Regions from separate parts of the Mus musculus genome. Here region 2 is linked to region 1. A link is a contact called in public promoter capture Hi-C data. All regions are on one chromosome and are shown on one strand. Each heading gives the region's core, a stretch centred on a gene start, on an enhancer-like site or on the middle of the called end of the contact. The rest is flanking DNA. Distances are from core to core; before and after follow the strand shown. Region 1 overlaps Cd38 (CD38 antigen). Region 2 holds the start of 1600023N17Rik (RIKEN cDNA 1600023N17 gene).

Region 1 (3,362 bases), core at 223-2,722:
GTGTGGCTTGGGACTAAATTATTTCAGTAATGACCATTTTGTATTAGGTAATCAATTAGGGGGCTCATTCAAGGGTGAGGTGAATTCATCCAAAGAGGCTGTCAATTGGAGATGAATATTAGAGGAAGATCATGGTAGTGGGAAAGGAGGAAAGGAAAGAAAGTGATGTAATTATACTTTAGCTTGAAAATTTTTTACACTGCTAAAACCCATCTTTGTAGATGATCGACTTTATATGAAGTCATTGAGACAGTTCCACATTCCATATGGCTGAGAGACTGAGGCTGAGGAGACGGCTCAGTGGGTAAAGTGCATGCTGTCAGCTTGAGGACCTGAGTTCAAGTCCTCAGCATTCACGTAAAAGTTAGGCACAGCTGAATGTGGGGAGCAGAGATGAAGCCCACAGCCCTCAGCGGCCAGCCAGTCTAGCCAAAATCCCAGGTTCAGTGAGAGCCCTTGCTTCACAATAAAATGAAGAGCAAGAGAGAAAGACAACCAGTGTTGTTCTCTGGCCATATAGACACAAACGCCCTCTCGAGCACATGCACACACACATACGGACACGAGCACAAACAGACACACACAATACATACACAGACATTCACAGGTACATGCACATACATATGCATACACACACAGAGAGACGGAGACAGAGACAGAGACAGAGACAGAAAGGAAAAGTTGGCTATAAAGACAAACATGTATGTACAGAGAGAATACAATATATAATATGAAGACTAACAGAACTCCTTGAACCCATGCAAGAATGTCTAAAGATCCCAAGAGCTGGTAAAAGGGCATGGAACAGAGTTCCTCACAGCCTCCAGAAGTCACCCCTGCAGCCATCTTCACTTTTGACTCCCAGAATTCAGGACTGCCAGGAAGTACATTTCTATTGTTGAAGCGGTGTTTAGTAAGTGTCTGTTTTAGTTTTAGCAAACTAAGAAGCCAGTGGAAGCAACTGTGGTACATTCTATGGCTCATATTTGTACATAGATAAATGCCATCCAGACTGTAAGATATACTTCACCAGGAAAAAAAACAAAAGGCAGAATAGTTAATTCCACAGAGTGAAAGTGTGCAAGGAGCACAAATTAAGAACAGCTGGAGCCAGTACTTTCTCTTACCAGAGTGCTGAACAGCAAGACAGGGGCCCCTGAAAGAGGCAGGGTGTGAGGAGACAGGAATCCTCCCTGTGTTGAGAAGAGAACAGCCCCGTGAAGAGAAATAGGGCTTTGGGTTTTTCAAAATAAAAAATAATATATGTTTTAACTTAGCAAATTTGCTCTTAGAATTCTAATACACACACACACACACACTTTATCTTAAGCATTACTTAGGAAATATTGCAAATATGAAAACACCACAAATGTCCCTGGGTGTGAATCTAGAGGACAGTAAATGTATTAACTGTGGGTCCATTGACTGTGAAAGTGAGACCCAGCTGTGCTCATCGAAGCAACCACTGTTAACTGGGGAGGAATAGGGAAGTGAGAAAAGACGTTGAAAACAAGATCATATGCTGCCTTGTGCTGGGAACCCTTCTAGAAAGCTGTGAGAGAAACAAAGGGCAGGATTACTCTCTGAGAAAAGGGGAAAGAAGTTAAGGGAGGTGTTTTTTGTAACCATTTTTCTGTAACTGGCTACTTCTTTAAACACAGAAAGAAAGCTGTGACACAGATGGCAGATTTCTCTCTATTGTATTATTGAACAATAAGAGATGCCCCTAACGTTCAGGGACATCTCACTGTGCTTTAAATGTCCATTATGTAACTTTCTTACCCTTAAGAGACTGACAAAAGATACTGCTTGAGGTTGGGGAAATGAGGATGGAGAAGAACCCCTTGGAATATGAAGAATGAGGAAAAGGTAACTTGGCAAGTGCAGAGTACATGGTTCTCAGCTGTGAATGTGTTCAGACCCCTACAGTCCAGAATGCCTTTGAAAACAGGGTTACAGCAAGAAGGCAGTTTCCAGATACAATCTACTGTCCTTACCTAAGCCTCGGCATCCCCTTGTGACTTTAAATCTCTACCATCTGTTTTCTGCCTCTGTCCTTGAAGAACTCCCAAGGAGTGTTCACCAACTTCCATACACTGATGGGTAATTCAGCTTACTCCCAGGAACCAAGATGATCAGTTTTGCTATGAATTTCATATATAAGTGCCAAAGACAGAAATTACTTCTTAATATTTGGTTGATAGATATAATGAGAAAGGAAAGTGAAAGAGAGACAGAGACAGCAGAGACAGAGAGACGTGTGTGTGTGTGTGTGTGTGTGTGTGTGTGAGAGAGAGAGAGAGAGAAAGAGAGAGAGAGAGAGAGAGAGAGAGAGAGAGAGAGAGTTAGTTCAACAGTGCCAAGGAGAGGGTAGTACCCACGGAAGTGTATATCTTGAGTCTTTCCTGCTATTAGACTAATAATTTCAATAGATTTTTGGATCACTGTGCTGGTTAGTTTTTGTCAACTTGGTCATATAGTTTTGTCAACAAGCTACACATACCTGGAAGAGGGGAGGTTAAGTGTGGAACTATGTCTATTAGACTGCTCTATGGGCACATCTGTGGGACAATTTCTTGATTGCTGGTAGATGTGAAAGGGCCCAGATCATGGTTGCCAGCGCCACCCTTGGCAGGCAAGCCTAGGCTACATAAGACAGCAGAGCAAGCCGAGGGAGCAAACCAGGAAGCGGCGTTCCTCGACGGTTCCACTTCATTTTCTGCCTTGGTGTAACTCTGCTAATTCCTGCCTCCTTCAGTAATGGACTGTGAGCTGGAGGATCAAATATTCCCTTTTGGTCTCTGAGTTGGTTTTGGTCATGGTGTTTATCATAGCAACAGAAAACATATCAGGACAATATATGGAGGTCACTGTCTCCCGGTGTGTACACCACATCTGACACATTCTGGTGAGAAGGAGAAAACACCATAGCAATTCAAAAATTTTTCCATTACAAAATATTCTAACTGTATTCTGTTTGTTTGGTTTTTTTAAAGATCAATTTATTTTTAGGTATATGAACACACCACAGCTGTCAGACACACCAGAAGAGGGCATCAGACCCCGTTACAGATGGTTGTGAGCCACCATGTCGTTGCTGGGAATTAAACTCAGAACCTCTAGAAGAACAGTGCTCTTAACCTCTAAGCCATCTCGCCAGCCCTTTAACTGTGTTCTTAAAACTACTTAATGCCAAAGCTGCCTGTTCAAGCAGGTATAGATTGCACTTGTTGATCACTTTCAACTTTGTGGATTTAAAAAAAAAAATTTAAGTCTACAGTTCAGGAGTCTAACTGGGGATTATTTGGTCCTTCATTTTGTATTTTTAAATTTTAAGCAAGTGTTCTATATTGGACACACTT
Region 2 (3,362 bases), core at 399-2,898, 1.8 Mb before region 1:
AATGACAGTTGAGGTTTCCAGAAAAGACTTATCTTATTCACATACATTTTCTCTATCACTGATATTTTACTGTGGAAAATAACAAACATAGCTAAATATATTACTTCCCCAAAGTAGTAGCTTTTACAGTACCTGTAAGAGAAAAGTAAACAAATAATTTAAAATGCCACCATCGTTCTCTTCCTCCTCTTCTTCCTCATCAGACTGGTGAAATGAAGTAACAAACTTGGCTGTGAAGTCCATGACCCTCTCCACGGCAGGTTCACGCTTATATACCACCATAGCATACTTAAGGTAATGAATAAACTCCTCCTGAAAAGCTGTTTTATCATCCATCTGAAAGAGAGAAGAAACGCCTCCAGAAGCTGCATTAATAAAAATTCTTTATTCCCAACACTGCCATAATACTGCTGAAAGTGTTACCCTTAGGTTAAACTCTAAGGTTTCTTAATAAACTATCAATTATCCAAATCAAGGAAGGGAAAATATATCCGCACAAACTTCTCTTCAGTATATAATTTGTACCTCTGAGAAAACACAAAGCATAAATCTGAACAGTGCAAAATTATCTCATTTTTCTCTCAACGCCTTTGGATTATCGGTATTTTTCTTACCGGATTAATGCAAAACAAGCTTCGCCATAAATGACTCAAAATCAACAGCTTTGTGTTTATTTTACTTAGGCCTTCCTAGCATCCGTCAATTTCCTTCTGTCATAACTTACACATTTTGCTCCCTACCCTTGATCACTTTTATATGTCCTTAACTTTCCGTGAACTCCAAAACAATGTATCTTCCTCACATTCGCTGTCCAGTAATTCCCCGCCGCTACACTCGACACACAATTGCCATGTACGGGAAAGACTGGGTGCTTATGGTTTCCCTAGCTGGTGAAATGAAGGTGGTTTTAAAGCTTAGGAGTTGGTTGAAACAACTTCATCGATTGCCTGAGATGAACCAGAGACCTCCAAGGAAATAAAGGCGTCTGAGATTCCCTGCGCAGATCAACAAGTCACTGAGGAACTGAGGATAACGGATAACTCCCCGCATCCCCTGGCGGGATGAGGATGGAGAAGACGGGTGACTGCGTGTGGCCGACGCCGGGCGTTCTGCTCACTGGCTGTGGCCGGGAGACCTCGGGCGAGCCTCGGATCCCATCCCTCCGTCGCGGGGCGCGCAAGGGCAGAAGGCGAAGCCCGGAAGCCGAAGCCAGGCCGCTTACCGCGCCGTACGTGCGGCTCAGCGCCACCACCAGCTTCGCCTGGTTCTGGTGCGGCTGCTGCGCCAGCTGAAACGCCTCCTTCACAGAAAGCCGCTTCTTCTGCGCTGCCATGGCGCCGGGACGGGAACTGCCCGAGAGAGACTGTGGTTCGCGATCCGAGGAGGACTCAGTTTCCCGCGGCTTCCGACACCCTAGCCCTGCAAGGCTCCGAGTGACGGGTTAGCGCCAGAGTTTTCAAACAACTATCGCGGGAGGATGAGATCTCGCGAGACTTCCGCCGGAGGGAGGGTCGGAGAGCGGAGACCTGAGGGTCCCGGAGCTGACTCCACCCTCCGCTCCGCCCCGCTGCTGGGACGCCTGGGGTGTGGCCTGCCGCTCTCCCAATAGGAAAAGGTGTTTGTATGGGAGGCATGGGCGGGGCCGGAAGTAGTGCTGTGGAGGAGCGCGCCTGAAGTGGGCGTTCAGCTTTCTGAATTAAACTGGTGGCCTTCGGTGCCTTGCGGGATCTTGTGGTTGGGAGTGAAGGGAGAAAGCGGAGGACTGCCGCAGCGACTGGCTGAGAACGGGTAAATCCCGAGCGAAGGAGTCGTTTGGGAGATGTCGTACGGAGCCCGCCCGGGGCTTGGGGATGTCAAACTTTCCGAGGGCGTCCTGGACGAGGGCCTCCGCAGTCCTTCGGACCCCGTGGGTCCGGGCGGGAACTGCCCGTCCGCGATGAGACAGTCTGGGGGACTGGGAAGAGAAAGGCAGGGTCAGTTTAGGCTGCAGCCGCTTGGAGATGCTCCAGCGTGACGGATGTGCTTGACAAATCTGCCTAACAACTCTGCTAAGCAGAGGAGAACGCAGACAGTATAAAAGGAATTTGGGGGTCTTGACTAAGATCGCGTGCTGGATATATAAAATTATTTCTAAATGCCTCACCTGGGACATAGGACATACCACTCCAAAACCGGGAAACTTACTTGGTGTGTTGCTTGATGACTTGGGAAACATAAATGCAGCCACCTATTCCGTCTGTACTGGAAATCTACATTGGTGACACGTATCAGGAAGAGGGCTGCCTCCAGACTATGTTGTTCTGTAGGTACTCTGGGAATCCCTAGAGGACCTGGGGAGATAATGATTCATGGGTAAAGTGCTTGCTGAACACACATGAGGATCTGAAGTCACATGTGATATTTCACATACAAACACCAGATGTTAACATTTGTATGTAGTCCTAGCACTTGAGGGTGCTGAGAGCCAGACAGTGGATCTTAGGCTCATTGATCTGCCAAAGTAGCAAGCTTCAGGGTGGCTGAGAGCCTTTCTCAAACAGTAAGGTCTAAAGTAATCAGTGAAAACACTCAATGTCTGTCTCTGACCTAAACATGCATGTACCACACATACAAGATAAATAAAACTTTAAATAAATGATAATAAGATGAGAACCAATATGTGTGTGTGTGTCATTTGTTTTTTATGTAAACAGACAAACTAAAACTTAGAACATATTAATATTTTGTGACAATCTGTGACCTTTCATTTTAGGTGCTTGCTGCCTTTATTGTTTTGTTGATTAAAAAAAAAATGTCTCATGAGTATTTTATCTAGTTATTTCAGTATCAGTGAAATATAAGGAATCTGACCACCAGAGGTCAGTATGACTATGTTTTGATTAGAGTTGTGGATTTTAGTAACGAATGTTGTATGGATTTGGTATGCTTTGGACATCGTAATCGTGGAACTTTTCCAATATGCTACATTAAATTCATACAGCATAATCTCATTGTAAAGCTTACATAGTTCTTGACTCTTACTTTTATTCTGTGAGAAAGAACAAATACATATAGGAATAAATTTGTGTCTTTGATAAGCTTAAGAAAATAACAAAAACTAAACAATGTACACCATAAGGTTCTTGGATTCCAAATTTTAGATAAGTAATTCTTGAAAACAACTATACGGGAAAATGTTTAGACTAGATGTGCTTAATTTGTTTTGTATATACATGAAATATAAAAGAAAATAGCAATATAATTAGTGTATGTAAAGTTTGTATGTCTTATACCTCTTGTTGATTTTTTTAACATGCAGACTCTTTGAAATGAAAACAACAAAAATATAAAAAGACAGGAAAATTAAAAGCTAGCCTCTCCTG

Evidence for each region. Promoter capture Hi-C pulls out the DNA fragments that hold promoters and counts their contacts.
Region 2: a contact with region 1 is called in a promoter capture Hi-C map of pre-B cells, with 5 times the contacts expected there. The contact joins the promoter of 1600023N17Rik here to the enhancer-like site in region 1. A contact is called at or near these places in 4 of 39 promoter capture datasets (the 3T3-L1 cell line, the C10 cell line, hippocampal neurons and 1 more).

What each region holds. Positions count from the first base shown.
Region 1 is chr5:43,883,376-43,886,737 of GRCm38.p6, reverse strand. The region is part of intron 1 of Cd38 (CD38 antigen); the gene reads right to left. Among named protein-coding and RNA genes, the nearest start is that of Cd38, 16 kb to the right of the region's middle. Within about 2 kb of position 1,472, at least 51 of the 459 cell types and tissues checked have an H3K27ac peak or open chromatin away from gene starts, as enhancers often do. A contact at or near this core is called in pre-B cells, where this site is marked.
Region 2 is chr5:45,667,994-45,671,355 of GRCm38.p6, reverse strand. 1600023N17Rik (RIKEN cDNA 1600023N17 gene) reads left to right here and starts at 1,648. Exons shown (of 1, transcript NR_073433.1): 1 at 1,648-2,655. Ncapg (non-SMC condensin I complex, subunit G) reads right to left here and starts at 1,431. Exons shown (of 21, transcript NM_019438.1): 1 at 1,223-1,431; 2 at 133-336. The coding sequence starts at 1,333.